Regions from separate parts of the Mus musculus genome. Here region 1 is linked to region 2. The links are chromatin contacts, called in public Hi-C maps. All regions are on one chromosome and are shown on one strand. Each heading gives the region's core, a stretch centred on a gene start, on an enhancer-like site or on the middle of the called end of the contact. The rest is flanking DNA. Distances are from core to core; before and after follow the strand shown. Region 1 overlaps Lrrc69 (leucine rich repeat containing 69). Region 2 holds the start of Slc26a7 (solute carrier family 26, member 7).

The links. A called contact is a pair of places that touch in the nucleus more often than the background predicts.
Region 1: a contact with region 2 is called in a Hi-C map of uterus, with 1.8 times the contacts expected there. The contact joins the enhancer-like site here to the promoter of Slc26a7 in region 2. A contact is called at or near these places in 2 of 39 promoter capture datasets (embryonic stem cells and trophoblast stem cells), 1 of 484 Hi-C or Micro-C datasets (uterus) and 1 of 9 other capture datasets (liver).

What each region holds. Positions count from the first base shown.
Region 1 is chr4:14,774,913-14,778,016 of GRCm38.p6, reverse strand. Lrrc69 (leucine rich repeat containing 69) reads left to right here. Exons shown (of 8, transcript NM_028499.2): 2 at 2,934-3,060. Among named protein-coding and RNA genes, the nearest start is that of Lrrc69, 20 kb to the left of the region's middle. Within about 2 kb of position 1,661, at least 53 of the 459 cell types and tissues checked have an H3K27ac peak or open chromatin away from gene starts, as enhancers often do. A contact at or near this core is called in uterus, where this site is marked.
Region 2 is chr4:14,620,296-14,623,195 of GRCm38.p6, reverse strand. It overlaps Slc26a7 (solute carrier family 26, member 7), which reads left to right and starts at 1,418. Exons shown (of 19, transcript NM_145947.2): 1 at 1,418-1,507; 2 at 1,772-2,004. The coding sequence starts at 1,812.

The DNA.
Region 1 (3,104 bases), core at 412-2,911, 150 kb before region 2:
GTGACTACCAGTCTCTGCCTCCCAAGTGCTGGGGTTAGTGGGGGGTACACAGTCATTCTTGGCCCAGTGCTTGAAATCAGAACAATAAAACAGGAGAGAAAAGAGAAAGAAATAAAAAAAAAATACAAACAGAAAAGGAAGAAGTCAAATTATTCTTATTTGCATAACATGATTCTATGCATAAAATATCCGTAATGACTGAGTCCACCAAAAACCTCTTAGACTCTGATAAATATGTACAGTGAAGGAAGCAATCGTCAATGAAGAGATAGCTTAATAGTAAATATACTTTATTAAGTACATCAACATGGGATAATGTCTAAAGTGTATAAAGAACTGTAAAATCAAACACCAAAACACCAAATCCAACCAGTAAATGGCTAATGACATGAACAGACACTTCTCAAAAGAACAAACAGAAACGGATGATAAATGTTTGGGAAGTCTTCAAAAAGTGTGGAAATTAAAGCTGTTTGGAAGTTCAGCTCACCTCGCCCCAAATGGCTCTCACCAAGAAAACAAATAAGACCAAATGCTAGCAAAGATGTTGTGGGGGAGATACCGATTCACTATTGGGAGTATAAAATGGTGTAGCCATTATGGAAATGCATATGGAGTGTGTTAAAGGTAAAAAACATAAACAGCATATGACTCAACTATATTACTACTTGATATATGCCTGCAAGATTGTAAATGAACACAGCCCAGAAGAATTGCACACCTACGGTGATTGCTGCGTTACTGACAATACGGAAAAAATTGAGCTACCCTGAGTGTCATCAACTGATGAATGGGTAAAGTGAATGTTTTACCAAGAAAGCAGCCGATAGATTCAACTAACAAGGGTCCATAGTGGTTCACAGAGCTGAACTGACAATCAGGGAAGCTGTGTGAGTCTGACTTAGGTCCCTTAGGTCCACATATATATTGTGGTTGTGTAGTTTTTGTGGAACACCTCAAAGAGGGAGTGGGGGCTGTCTCTGACTCCTTTGTTTGCTTTTAGAACACTTTTTCTTTGACTGTGTTCCCTCATCCAGCCTTCATATGAAGGGCTGTGCTAGTCTTACTGCAACATGATATGCCACGTTCCGTTGATATTTCTGGGAGGTCTGTCCTTTTCTGAAGTGAAAGGAGGAGGAGCGGATCTGGGCAAGAGGGGAGTTGGGGGTTGGAGTGGGGAGTCGAGGAAGGTCTAGGAGGAGTGGAGGGAGGGAGAAACTGTGGTTGGGATGTAATATATGAGAGAAAAATAAATTTAAAAAAGATACATGGTATATACACAATGAAATTTTATTTTCATGCTCATGACATTTTCAGAAACCCAAGTTAAACTAGAGATCATAAAGTGAAATGAACCAGCTTAAGAATGACAATTATCACCTTTTAGTTCCTCATGTAGAGTGTGTGTGTGTGTGTGTGTGTGTGTGTGTGTGTGTGGAGAGAGAGAGAGACAGAGAGAGAGAGAGAGAGAGAGAGAGAGAGAGACAGAGAGACAGAGAGACAGAGAGACAGAGAGACAGAGAGAGGAGAGAGAGGATCAAGCTGTAATGAGGGAACAGCTGAGGTTGGGGAGCCGGTAATAAAATACATGTGTATGTGGGCAGGACTTCCCAAGGATGGGAGGAGCTGGGGGGAGGGGGATTTTGCTGACACAGAGGCCTGCAGAGGAGATTAGGAATAGTGGAGGGGAGGGAGGGAGTAGACAGGATAGTGGATAGTCAGGGCACTCTTACAGCTCGCATCAGGCGCTTCTTTATACAGATTTCATAGAACACAGGCAGAGTGATGATTGTCCAAATGGTACAGATACGTGTTTGATTTCTTACTACATGTCCAGGGTTACACGTTTAGTTCCAGTTAGAAAATATAAACAGGACAGACTTTATTCTTACTATCAGCCCTACAACTCCAATTTAAAGAATCCAAAGAATGTCTCCTCCAAAGCCAACACATTTGCTATGTGACAGCCTGCTTTTAGTCTGGCAGTGTTTGCAGTTTTAGAGCACTCCACACAAACAGAGAACATCTGAACCAGTCTTTCTATGAATAGCAACTACGAACACACAACTCTTCTACTATATGTTTCATCATCTATGTTATAAAGTAGGAAACGTTTATTTTAGTTAATCTATCTTATTGACTGAGTTTTAGTCCTCCAGGGGTGTACCGTGTATCACATCCCTACCTTTCAACTACATTTTCACAGAGCTCCAAGCCTATAATAAAAACAGGCCTTGAAGCTGTAACCTACTCTACTGTCCAGTCAGTTTGTCAGTTGTCTCTGTTTACCCTGCACCAATTACACTTCTTGAGTTTACTCAGGGTCAGATACCCCAAGAAGATTCCTGGAGTGATGACCTCATCTAGCTGTGCGCTTCCCTGCCTTTACTCATTTCCAGGGCACAAGGGAGACTTCCAAATAGTGGCCAGATAAACTTCAATTAAGGATTCTCCTTAAAAGACTCAGACATCATTTTTCTCAGCAAAAGACATAAAATGAGTCACAATGCAGAAAGTCCCCAAGAGTGCAACACACAGAGACAGAAACCCAAAAGTGAGAGACAGAAGGACAGCTGTTGTAGCATCCGGCTTAGCCTTGCTCAAATGATCTGACCATTTCCAGTGGATATGGCTATGCCATGCACGTAATATAGACGCAGAAGGGAGGCTGTGCTGGAGGAGGAGACAGCAAGAGAGGGATAGAGAAGAAAAGGGAGGACTGTGGGAAGGAGGAAGAATGAGAATTAATTAATATGACACATGTGCATGAAAATGCCATAATGAAACACATTACATTATGTGCCAGCTAAAGAAAATGGATAGAAATATCATCTCTGTGTTTTCTTAGGTTATGTAGATGTCAGCAAACTTACTGCTTTTCCCATTTGGAGATAGATAATGTACAAATACCTTATATTTCTCTATGTTTGCAGTTGACGTTACTAAACCTGGGAAACAACCATTTACAAGAAGTTCCTGAAGAGATAAAATATCTTACCTCCCTGAAGAATCTTCATTTATTTGGAAACAGGATTTGCAGAATTGCTCCTGGAGTTTTTAGTAAGTTAATTATGGACTATAGCATTGTGTTTAACCTCTAGTAT
Region 2 (2,900 bases), core at 169-2,668:
ATTATCTCCTCAGGCTATTTTTAGATCACACAATAAGTTTAAAATGCTACCATTTGCAGCTTCCTCTCTGAAATAGATTCTTCCCCTCTCCTTCTCCCTCTTTGTTTGCTAGGGAGTGAACCAAGGGCTTCATGCATGGTAGGCAGTAGCTATTCCACTGAATTTCATCTCAGCCATAAGACTCCTCTACTAACCTTTAGCTTGACCCTGAGTTAGAAATATATTGAAGTGTTAGAAATGTCATGTCATGAAAATAACAGAGAAATACAGAAAAAAAATCTCACACATTCATATAAATGTATATCTCTAGATCTATTTAGGATTCATGGAGTTTGAAAAAAAAGTATTGCCAAGTATTACATATGTTACAAGCAAGGGACATATTTTTGAAGTTGAGAAAGTAGCTCTTTCTCTTAATGTAATTAATGGGAAAAACACAGCAGGAATCCTGTGGAGAATAAAGGGTCTAAGTTCTTACTGTTGTAATAGCTTCCAGCATCTGATGTCTAGTCTCTGGACAAACGGACATTAGAAAGCACTGTAAATAACTACATGCTTGCTTTTCTTTCTTCTGGCTTCACGGTTTTAGTTAGAATATTGGTTTTTGGGGTTAATTCCAATGGTTCAGACCATAATACAGACTTATTCTTCTGGAGGCTGTGGGAAATAATACTATAATAAAATCTTTGACAGTCTATTCTGTTATAAATGTAACACTAGCTTTTAAAAGAATGCTCTACTAAAAGTTATATCAACAAAAATACTATTACACACATACACACACATGTGCACGCACGTGCACACACCCGTGCCGCTTCAAACAATAGTTTTAATGATACTGAATTTCTCAATAAATTTTATTTACAATGACATAAGTGTGTTAATTAAAAACATAGAGAAACAATCAGTAAAAAGTGAATGAGCAGAGACAGGAAGAAAAATAAACTCTAGCCACAAATATTTGCTCATTGTGATACTTAAATCCTTAGCCCAGGAGATGAAATTTCAGTTTGTTTATAAGAACTAGCTAGTCCTTTCTCAGATGGCACAGTGGTTATCTGAATGTTTTTTCTATGAATGAAAACTTCATATTCCAGAGAATAGAATGACAAGGACTCATGTAGTCCCCTATCATGTTTCCGACTTTTATGGAATTGGCAATTTTTAGTGATGTTGGAAATATATACCTCACAAAGAAGTGTGGCTGTAGCATATTCTTTACAGAAAATCCTCTGGCAGTCGGGACTTCGCTTCTGCTTGTAGGAGACGCTGGGCTGGCTGGATCCTTCCTGGTTTCATTAGCATAGCCCAGCCCACTTCCACCACACGCCCAGAACTACCTCATTAACCATTGGGAATGCAGCCAAAAACATAAGACGACAGTGAATATAAAGGGAATTACTGGCAAGGGAGCTGTAACTATCTCACCACCGAACCTATTACTTTTCCAAGTTCAGAAAAGTATTACATGAACAGAAACCATTCCTTATTCAGATAAGAATTTAAGGTTTGAGTCTATAATTTTTATCTAGAATAATTAGCTGAACCACAGTAAGGCATACAGCTCAGTTGCATCCATTCGTGTTTCTGTTTCTCTCTCTCTCTCTCTCTCTCTCTCTCTCTCTCTCTCTCTCTCTCTCTCTCTCTCTCTCTCTCTCACATTTATTTTCTGGATAGCTTTGACATTGTAAACCACAGACGATTTGGAGCCTGGCATCGAAAGGAGGTGTTCTCCAACGATTTTTTTTTTTTCTCTCTCCCTTGCTTGAAGAAGTTGACTACTACAGGAGGGAATCTGAAAATCTGAAAAAATGACGGGAGCAAAGAGGAAAAAGAGAAGCGTGCTGTGGGGCAAGATGCACACCCCCCACCGAGAAGACATTAAGCAGTGGTGTAAGAGGCGCCTACCTATCTTGGAATGGGCACCGCAGTACAATCTGAAGGAAAACCTGCTTCCAGACACTGTGTCTGGGATAATGTTGGCAGTTCAACAGGTGGCACAAGGTAAGTGTGCATTTGGGTTTACAGTCTTCTGCAGAGTGGATGTCACTTTGCTTCTTGGATGGGGATTATGTTTGAGGGGTGACAGTGTAGCTAGTGAAGCAGACTTAATAAAATGGTTACTAATTTTAGGAAAATAAGCAGAGTAGATGTTTCTGTGTGTGATTTTCCTAATTGCTTTTAAAATTACTTGGCTTTTTTCTACCCCTGGCTAGGAGTTAAGCAATTAAGCAGTAACCCTTGAATGGAATTACATATTTTGCAATGTTAAATTTCATATTGGTTCAGAGTAATGGATCAGTGATTGTGAGAAATGAGCTTTTATGATTTCACTGTGCTGACATAATTTCCCACCTTCATCAAATCAAGCTATAAAACATTTCCTGTCCTGAATACAATTGCTCATGAGCCCAGTTAGCAGCACACAGTTACAGTTACCTGCTGTAGCCATGGGACTTGCTATAGCAGAGAACAAAGCTTTTTGTGCATGAAGGAGGCTTATTGCCAAGATCACTACTTGCAAAGCGAAGAATCCTGCATCCTCAGAGCTTGTGTGGACTGCACTGTGCGTGTTTAATTCTGAGGTGCAGTCCCCACAGAACTCGTGTCTCAGTGAGAAATATAACATGGTAAAACATCCCCAGAACAGATTTTTAAAAATGACACTCGTGTGTGTGTGTGTGTGTGTGTGTGTGTGTGTGTGTGTGTGTGTGTATGTGTACCTCCTTTCCTTAAAGGTATGTCCACACGAGTTTTGGCTGATTCAGGTAGTAATGTTCTACCTGTAGCCAGAAAAGGAACTGATTTCTCAACTTCCCAGCTTTAAAGGTTTGGAACAGCTTTCTTGGCAAAGACTCCTAGTGATTATATTTCCATGCAGTCTCACTACCTCCCTGGCT